Regions from separate parts of the Pan troglodytes genome. Here regions 1 and 3 are each linked to region 2. A link is a contact called in public Hi-C and HiChIP or PLAC-seq data. All regions are on one chromosome and are shown on one strand. Each heading gives the region's core, a stretch centred on a gene start, on an enhancer-like site or on the middle of the called end of the contact. The rest is flanking DNA. Distances are from core to core; before and after follow the strand shown.

Region 1 (3,292 bases), core at 134-2,633, 310 kb after region 2:
GGATTGTTAAGAGTATGAAATTAATACATATAAAGCCCTTAGTGCCAGTGCCTAGCACATAAGCATGGGTTATTGTTGTAAAGGAGCAACTGAGTCACTCAGGTATTTTCCTCCTAATCATGTGCCTGGAATCTTTAGGTAAAAGAGAGATGACTCACATACCCTCATACCCTGCCCCAGCACCCCTACGCCAGGAGTTATTTCTGGAGCACTCGTAACAGTTTTTTATTCTGTTCCCCTACAAGCCACTGACTCTTGATTTGATTCTGTCCCTGCAAGCCACCTGGACTCTTCCTGAGAAACAAAGGAGCCTCGTGGGCCCTTCATGGTTTCTACCACCTTCCCTCCCCTTCCTCCCCAGTGCTGGTTCCTGCCCTTCAGAAGGCTGTGTTCCATTCACTCACTCCCGGGTGTGCCCTGGAGGGTGGGAAGTAATAACTGGCCCCAGATGCCCTTATGATCCAAGGGAAGAAATCCAGGCAATGTGCAGACACTGGGTATACTGGAGCTACGGGACTGGCTGGTCTTCACTGGCTGTATTTTGATCAGGTTATCTTTAATCTCCTTGACCTCCGTCAACATTCAGTTCTGTGAATATTGGGGGAGACGGGGGAGGGAAGCTTACCTGGAACACAGTCGGGCGCCAATTCAAACAAGGCCCAGAAAACATTAGGAGTCTGGCCTCTGAGTTGGCTTCTCTGACCCCTAAAATGTGACTAGAGACCTGTGCTAGCCTCTTCTCCCTGCATCTGGGAGGGGAGGGAGTGTCAAGGCGGGTTCACTTTACACTCGGTCCTCCCCTTGTTCTTCCAGCTGCTTCCCGCCCTGCTCCATGGAATCTCATCTAATGGGGTGAAATGCCTAGCACATAGCCAGCATTTTAGGTTTCTCAAATGATCGCTATTGCCATTCATAACAATAACTAACATTCACAACCCTGTGTCGGGTGCCCTCTCACTTGCCCTACATCAGGATCAGCCTGGGTCCTCATTCCCTAGGGCCTCTTTCCCCCAGGGAGGCCTGGAAGTGCAGTCCCGCAGTCCCGGCCGATCGGGACAGCTAAATTGGGAGCGCGGTTGAGGCTGGAATGCGGGCGGAGGCACCTGATCTCGCACGGCTGCCCGCTCTAGGGGCGCACGCCCCCTCGCCCGTTCCCTCTCCAAGCGTCCTGCTCTAGGTCTGCGAACCCGAGCCTCCCCAGCCTACCCGGGAGTCATGGAGGGAGGGAAGCAGCGTGCGCACCTAGCACACAGCTGCACATTTATTTTCGATGGTTCTCCGAGGCCGGCGGAAGCTGGGAGGGGAGTCGGGGTCGCTCGACTTTCCCGCCGCGGGAGGGGGCGGGGCAACTTGGGCTCTGGCCCCGCCCCTATGCTAGGCCCCGCCCTCTTAGGTTGATGGCAGCGGCAGCTGGGGCTGCAGCGGCGCCGGGCCCTAGAGAGCCGCAGGCAGCGGCCAGAGTGCGGAGCTGGACACCCGGGTCCCAGATACTACAGACACCTGGAGAGGTGGCTCCTTCGCCCTGACGCCTTCCTCGGCCCCCTACGCACTCGGGCCCCTTCCGCAGAGGATTCGCAGCGTGAGCGCCCCGCAGCCCGCTCAGGACCAGGTACCCAGCCCCCCACACCCGGCCGTCACCGCAGCCAGCGGAGCGGGCGGGGTCCCTGAGGGGCCGAGGTCTGCGCCTCCTCCCCCCGCGCCGCCAAATTCGGTTTCGGGCGGGGAGGACGTGGTGTCTATATTTGGCCGGACAGCAGCCAGCGCTCCCGGAGGGCGCAGACACCTCGTCTCGCAAGAACGCAGTGTCAGGGCAGCAGGCTGGAGAAGGGTGCAGGGAGGCCGGGCCTCAGGCTCGGGGCCGCAGACGCGCCTTGAAGGGCACACGGATGCTGGGGCTGGGGTGGGGCAGGAGCCACTGGCTGGGGCTTTGGGAGTGCTCGGTGTGTCCTCTGGGGAGACCCTAGCTGGAGAAAAGTCACCTCACCCTCCCCACCCCTGCAAATCTGGCTTGGCCGTGGCGGGGGCAGGGGTGGAGGATGGGGTTGAAGACCCCACCCCTAGAAGAGTTCACTAGGAAGAAGGCCCAACCAGGGCAGAGGACCCAGAGGAGAAACCGGACAAGCCTATGGTAGGCAAAAGCCAGAAGACCATGATCAGGGCTTCCTGGAGAAGCCAGTGCAGAAAGGAGTGGGAGAAGAGGGATCCACCTCACTCTGTGCTGCCACCCGTCCCCCCACAAAGCATGGGATGAAAACAGTAGCAGAAAGGACTCAGATTGGCGGACAGGAGGAACTTCCCCCTTGGCAAATTTTTAGGAAAAGGCAAAACCCCATCTGCCTGAACTATTCCAGACATGCGAGTTCGGTATCCTGTGGTGGCTGCAGTCTTGGCCCCATACCTGGCTTTAAGCCAAGATCCAATGGTCAAGTCTTCTGCTTCTGGACAGGGTGCCTCTGGGAGCTACAACCACGTCCGTGAAGAGATGCTCATCAAGGCTGGCGGTGGTGGGAGCGGGGGGTGCAGGCAGTGTGGCATTGAGGCTCCTCCCAAAAACATTCCAACGTCCAGAAAGCTTTCAGTCCGTTAGGCTCCACAATCCCCTCAGCCTGGGTCTCTGTGGAGAAGTCAGGCCCCAAATCCTAGCCACTTACATTAAACAGCATTTTACACAGCAAAATAACTTTCCCATACTTTGACCACCTTGAAGAAAGCTCCCTGCTTCTAGGACCAGACACTATATGGATTTATACCTGACTCCTGACCACATAACCCTTCTCATCAGCCACCCCTCCACTCCTCCTCCCTCCCGCAGCTCACAGGACTAAGGACCAAAGGCATTTCTGGGCACTGAGATCCCACCTCTCTGCCTGCAGCTATGAGCAGACGTGTGGTTCGGCAAAGCAAGTTCCGCCATGTGTTTGGGCAGGCAGCAAAGGCCGACCAGGCCTACGAGGACATCCGTGTGTCCAAGGTCACATGGGACAGCTTCTTCTGTGCCGTCAACCCCAAATTCCTGGCCATTATTGTGGAGGCTGGAGGCGGGGGTGCCTTCATTGTCCTGCCTCTGGCCAAGGTGAGGGATCAGGGAAAGGAAGCAAGTGGGAGGACACTAGCTGGGGCCCCTGGGAACTCCTGAGCCTTTGTTCTCACCTAGTTCCATTCCATAGTCAGGAGAAGCATCTGTGTGGATTGGCTCCTCCCTATTCCCCAAGCCCTCAAGGACCAGAGGGGAGGCCACCCCACCCCACCCTAACATCAGGGTGGCCTACTCCCACTCCCTAGCCCTCCCACC
Region 2 (3,099 bases), core at 301-2,800:
CTACAGCTTTGATATGTACGGTGGTATTTACCAGCTCATCCACTCAAGCTGAGAAATAGCCTTGTCAACTCTCTTTCTTTGTGTAAATAATCAGTGATATTTGCATTGTGCAATTTTTTTCCTTTTTAATCTTGATTTTCCATTACATTCTTTGCTTATGTTCTGCAGACAATTTACCCCTGAGAAAACCATTCCCTTAAAATATCTTTTAATCTACATTTTTACATAGGTCTATGAAAGAATGACATTTAGAGACGAAGGAGAAGAAAGCTTAACGAGCAAATCCTGTTTAATTAAAAGACTGTCTTCACAGCAGGAGGCAAGTGAGAGGTCAATAGCAGGCTGGACCCTCACAACTGGCTTCCTCGGACTCCCAGGCGCGCTCAGCTTCTCTTCTCCTCAGGAATAATGAATAAGTCTTTAGACAGGCAATAGAGGAAGCATGAGGGTACCACAAACCTTTCCAGGGTATCAAACGGAAAATGGTTTTCTTTCCAGAAGTCTCATCATAAAACATAGACGGAAGGGTGGGAAAGTTAAGAAAAAGCCCCCGAGAGCCGGGGTGAAGGGAGTAAACTGGTCTAGCCCAGTCCTGTCTGTGCCCAGTGAGAGGGTTTGAAACTCCGCGGAGCCCTTTCCCAATAGAAAACGTGTTTGCTTCAGGATTTTCATCTCAGCTGCTTTTTTTTAAGGTTGGTTAAGCTGTGCGCCGCCCCACCTCATAAAATGGTTGTCTCTCAGGAGTGAAGACTCCAGCGGCCCCCCGCCCTGGGACCCCTCACCGGGCTGGCTCCCTTCGGCCCCTTCCCCCACCCCACTCCACAGCACCCAGTGCTGGCAAACCGCGCGATTCCAGCACGAAGGAGGAAACCCAGGAGGGTGCGGCGGCCCGAGGCGCACGCACTCGGCCAGCTTCCGGCAACTCAAGGGTTACGACCAGGCGGCGGCGCGCGCCGAGGGGAGAGGCGGTAGCTGACAGGTGGCGCCTGCGCACTGGGAGCGCTCATTGTGCCCCGCAGCTGCCGAACCGCCCGCCCGCCGCCCGTTCGGCGCGTCAGTCGGCGACAGTCTGGTGGTGGGTGCGGAGTCTGCGGCCGTTCCCGCGGCCTCCTCCTCCTCCCCGTTCCCTTCACCCCCACCCCGCACCCCTTTCCCCATCCCGGCTCCGTCACCCTCCCGCCCCCCACACTCAGGACAAGAATGCCCTGCCCGGAACAACCCAGCAGCGCCTAGATGGCTTTGGTCACGGTCCAGCGGTCACCTACCCCCAGCACCACCTCCAGCCCCTGCGCCTCGGTGAGTCCTTCCTGGCGGCCGCTCCGCTTGCTTCTGTCACTGCGGCTCCGCTTTGCCTCAGCGGGTCCCGCCGAACGCCACTGCGCACGCGCCGCGCCGCTTCCCAGGCCTTGGCACTCGGCTGCCGCGAACCCCCCCACACCCCCATCTTAAAGACTAGCAGCAGGAACTACAAGACGTTGATTTTTGCACCCATCACCCTGAGCACCTAGCTCCTCACAATCCTCGCCCTGAAATCCCCTGTGGCATGCCTCCTTATGGCTTGAGCACTTCCTTTTGGTAATGAGTCATTCTTGCTTTTCACCCTCCCCCTTCTTTTACCCTCTGTTGCTCTGCTGCAGGGAGGGGACCGTGAGCCTCCTGCGTTGCCCCTTACCCACACCCACATCTCTTACCCACACCATTTCATAGACCTGTTCAGTATTTGCACACTGCACACCCTTCTTCGGACTCGCCAGGGTGTGTGCCTTCCCCTAGTCACTTGCTGGCTTTCTTTTGCTCTGTACTGTTCAGGCTTTGAACTGCCCAACCGTAGTTATTCCTTGGTTTCTCCCGCCTGCCCCCCACCCCAAAGGGTAGCAATGATCTCTGTTTCCTGGACCTCTTACCTTTCCTTTATGAGGTCCCGAAGCATCTGGTGCTGCTTGGTGATCAGTGTCAAATTATTTCCGTCTTACAGATATTTATGCCTTACACTCATTGCTCGTGATCATTCTTGTTCTAAGGTCGTGTTTGTATGGCTCGTTACCTCAGATGCCTATGCCAATAAAGCATGCTCTCAGAAGGAAAATACCCAGTAACCAGCCTTTCCCCGCTGGGCCCGTCTTTGCCTTCTCTCCTCGCCCTACCCCCATTCGTTTACACTCCATTCTCTTAGGCTCCATTTTTGAAAATATTTATTTTTAAAAACAATATATTGCACCAGTGGGGCAAATGGGCTTTAAAAAACCAACATCCAGATGTTTTAGAGAGAAATAAACTGAGTGAAAATGCGAGCAACTGGGAAAACCACCTTGAACTTCCTACAGAACTGTAATTTTTAAAACGGTGTTGGTGGATTTGGTAGTATCAGGTTGCAAAAAAAGGTATTTAATAAACACTATACCACTTTCCACTGTAAAAAAATCAATCAGGTTACCCTTAATATTTGTATGTTAACTGAGGTGTGAGCTTTGATATCCTGAAATTTGCTGGCTTGTCATTTCAGTATAATTTCCTGAATTTCAAAGTTTTGTTGTGTATGGTTGTGGTTTCTTCTTTTCTGAGCTTTAATTGCATTTTGTGTGATGAAATTGACAACTATATCTTAATAAGTGATTTTATTTCAAAGGTTATATATCTTGTGTTGTTTCAGAGAGCAGAACTGGGATTCTTGGTTCAGGGAGGCAGATTTCCAGTGATTGTAAGGAAGAATTTGTAACAGGAGTGCACTGCCTTGCAAAATAGTGAGTGCACATTGCTGGAAATATTCAAGCAAAGGCTGGAGAACATTTTGCCTGGGAGGTGGTATAAAGAATTCCTGCAGTGGGGGACTTCTAAGACTATTTCTAATCTAAGATTTTGTGATTTGAGAATACTTGTACTTCAAAGCTGGTAAAACATTTTAGGGTCATCTGAAGACAAGTATCATAGGAATAAATCTTTAATATAATTTATTCTTATGTGTAGTACTTTATGCTAGTTTTTGGAAAGTCATTAACATACCATCAAACCTTCTTAATTCACTCCACTAGTAAACTCTTTGGTTTGTGGTTACTAGGCCTGATTTTGAAGAAATCGATTGAAAGTTAGTAGAGTCATGCA
Region 3 (2,907 bases), core at 346-2,845, 340 kb after region 2:
GCAGCCTCCTCGACATTTAATAAATGAAATTCCATAGCTGGGGGTCGATCGGGGGTGAACGGGCGGCCACCGCTCGTGGACTGAGCGCCTGGCACGGGCTGCCTGGCCACTCCTCCCGTCTCACTCCCCCCGCCCCTTACCCCCTTCCCGCTGGGGCCACCAAGCCCATGGACTCTTTGGTGAGAGAGCAGCTCGGGGCGGCAGGTGGTGCTCCCCCCTACACACCAGCTAGGTATCGTTGCTTGCAAAAGCCCCACCAGCTGAGCGGCTGGCTGTCGAGGGAGGGGAGGCCTGCAAGATTTTTTTAAGGTGCAATTATAAATAAAGCCCATGGATCGCGATTTCAAACAAACTTGTCAATCTGGGCCGCAGCAAAAGGCGATGGAGGCAGCTTTGCATGTATTTCGGGTGGTGTGACTCATGAGCATTACTTGTCTCCCCTAGGGAAGGAGCCTGCCCACCCACAAATCACTGCCGCTCTGGCACCGCTGGGATAATCGACCAACTTGAGCACCCCTGCCAAAAGACTGCCCCCATCTTAACAAGCAGGAGTCTCTGACTCTTGGAGAACCCCTCCTCAATTGTCACCACCGACCTGGCCCCCAGGTCTGGCCCTGGGGACCTCTACCCTCTCCCCACAAGCAGAGTGCCCGGGCCTTTTGCTGCTGCAGGGATTGGGGGTTGGGTACACGCGCGGCACACGCGTATGGGGGCGCATGCTCAGTGCGGGGGCTGCGCTCATGTGTGGCCTCTACCTAGGCTCCCTGCCCCCCAGCCCACCCACGTCCCTCACCTGCCTTGCCTTTGCCTGCCTCGTCGTGTGAAGTCCAGGAAGAAAGGCCGTCACCTGAAACGGCCCCTCTATGTTATATGCACCCTTTCTGGACACACACACCTCTGGTGGCCCAGAAACACCGTGGGTGCGTGTAAGGCGGATGACAAGTGGATGTGAGTGCACACAGGCACAGTGGTCACTCCTCGGGAGGTCTTTAAAAACCGCCCAGATTCTCTCCTCTCTGGATGGAAGGATGCATCTATCTAAAAATAGATATATTTTTAGTCCGGAGGCAGGGGAATACACTGCCTGACCTTTCTGGCACCTGGGCGTCCATATTGTTAGCAGTGGGCGTATTCAGCAAGAGTGTGACACACACACACACACCTGGACACACAGATGTGGACACCTACGGGACAGGGACGCACACCTCACCCCAACCAGAGATAGACTGGTACCCCAAGGCACAGCCCCTTTGACCTGGAGCGGGACTTGGGCCTCCAAGTCCTTCTTCCCTAATCCCCGCCCTCGCCGTCCGTGGGCCCAGCGTCCCCCGGTCCACCCCACGCGGAAAGTGAAGGGGAGGGGGCTGTGAGGGTGACTCACATTGCCTCCGGGCCAGGCGAGCGCTGCAGCGGAGGCCAGGGCCGCAGGCCACGCTGCCCGCCGGGGCCGGGCATCTGCCGCGGCCCCTTTAAGCGCCCCCGCCCCCTCCCGCCCGCGCCCGGGCTTCCTTTCTCTAGGGGGCGCGGCCGGCAGCGCGCGGCGGGGCGGGGGTGCGGCCCCTCCCCCTGTGGGCAGGGCCTGCGCCGCTTCCTGCAGAAGCGGCTGGGAGCCGCGCAGGGGGCGGAGAGAGGAGCCGCGAGAGGCGGCGGGGCGGCGCGGGGCGGAGGGCGCCCGAGGGCGAGCGGGCAGGCGGGCACGGCGGGTTCCGGGCCAGCCCCGGGGCGGACGGTTGGCCGGGCGCGCGGAGCCTCGCCGGGGCCTCGCCGGAGCCGGGCCGGGCAGCAGGGGCCGCCGCCGCCGCCCGGGCCCGCCGCCCGCGCCCCCCACGCTGGCCCAGAGGGCTGCGGCCGCGTCGCCGCTGAGGATGTCCCGAAAGGGGCCGCGAGCGGAGGTGTGTGCGGACTGCAGCGCCCCGGGTAAGCACGGCGGGGCCGGGGGCGGGACCGCACAGCCAGGCCGCCGCCGGGCGGGCGCCGGGGCCTGGCAAGAGCGCTGTGCGGGGCCGGAGGGCTGGGCGGGGCGGGGGGCTGCGGCCTCCAGGCTGGGCCCCCGCCTCGGCCACTGCGGAGCTGCGCCCTTGGCGGGAGGGCCGGCCTGGGGTGCCCATGCTCCCTGGAGGCCGTGGACTAGCGAGGAAGGACGTTCCCGGCGCCGCCTTCCGCCCCTCGGTCTGAGGGAGGCGGGCAGCTGGCTGCTCCTCCACCTCCATCTCTGTATCCGACGGAAGCGCCAGCCTGGGGTGGCAGGAGGGCCGTGGCGGAGGCCGTCAGGGCTTGGGAGGTGGGGGCGAGTGTGGTTTTATGTCATCTCAGTGCCACCCCCGCGTCTTGCACCTGCTGCTCGCGTGGTCGGTACGCCTGCCGGGGTGGTGGAGGGCAAGGAGCAGAGGGCCGGGCAGATGCGCCAGTGGGGCCTGAATACCGTCTCCTCAGGAGCAGATGAGCGGTGGCTACTCCCAGGACTCCCTGCCTCGGGTTCCTAAGGCTAGCGCTCCTTGCCGGGCCTGGCGTTCAGGGCCAGTCTAGACCCGGCTGTCTTCTCAGGAGGCATCCCCAGGCCTGCTGGTGGTGACTGGGAACAGCTCGGCTGGACCCTGCTGTTCCTGTTCACCGGTAAAGCCTGCTTGGGAAAGTGAGTTTGGCATCAAGCTATCCTGGGCGCGGGCCCCTCCCTGTCCCCTAGCCCAGTCTGGCCAGAAATGGGTGGGAGGCCGTGCCGAGATTCCCCGTATCCTGCTGGCTTCCTGGCCTGTCTCCTGGCTGTATTTACATGGTGGTTCCCTTCTTTTTCCTAACAGAGTTAGGACTGGGCTGGAGTGAAACCCCCCAGGCCTGCTGAGGAAGTCAGGGGTAATGATCCAAGAGGCTGCTCCCTTCTGATGAGGGAGGACAGCCAGTGACGGGGCT

What was found. A called contact is a pair of places that touch in the nucleus more often than the background predicts. HiChIP or PLAC-seq counts read pairs in DNA pulled down with a chosen protein or histone mark.
Region 1: a contact with region 2 is called in an H3K4me3 HiChIP or PLAC-seq map of stem cell-derived excitatory neurons, with 8 times the contacts expected there. The contact joins the promoter of CORO6 here to the promoter of EFCAB5 in region 2. A contact is called at or near these places in 1 of 7 Hi-C or Micro-C datasets (stem cell-derived neural progenitor cells) and 1 of 1 datasets of contacts at active chromatin or transcription factors (stem cell-derived excitatory neurons).
Region 3: a Hi-C map of stem cell-derived neural progenitor cells shows a contact between it and region 2, with 3 times the contacts expected there. The contact joins the promoter of GIT1 here to the promoter of EFCAB5 in region 2. A contact is called at or near these places in 1 of 7 Hi-C or Micro-C datasets (stem cell-derived neural progenitor cells) and 1 of 1 datasets of contacts at active chromatin or transcription factors (stem cell-derived excitatory neurons).

What each region holds. Positions count from the first base shown.
Region 1 is chr19:37,956,768-37,960,059 of NHGRI_mPanTro3-v2.0_pri, forward strand. CORO6 (coronin 6) reads left to right here and starts at 1,384. Exons shown (of 10, transcript XM_054670109.2): 1 at 1,384-1,609; 2 at 2,874-3,073. The coding sequence starts at 2,876.
Region 2 is chr19:37,650,406-37,653,504 of NHGRI_mPanTro3-v2.0_pri, forward strand. EFCAB5 (EF-hand calcium binding domain 5) reads right to left here and starts at 1,551. Exons shown (of 21, transcript XM_016932088.4): 1 at 1,266-1,551. SSH2 (slingshot protein phosphatase 2) reads left to right here and starts at 991. Exons shown (of 15, transcript XM_016932093.3): 1 at 991-1,296. The coding sequence starts at 1,234.
Region 3 is chr19:37,989,942-37,992,848 of NHGRI_mPanTro3-v2.0_pri, forward strand. GIT1 (GIT ArfGAP 1) reads left to right here and starts at 1,596. Exons shown (of 21, transcript XM_511377.8): 1 at 1,596-1,917. The coding sequence starts at 1,866. It overlaps ANKRD13B (ankyrin repeat domain 13B), which reads right to left and starts at 1,460. Exons shown (of 15, transcript XM_054670102.2): 1 at 1,382-1,460.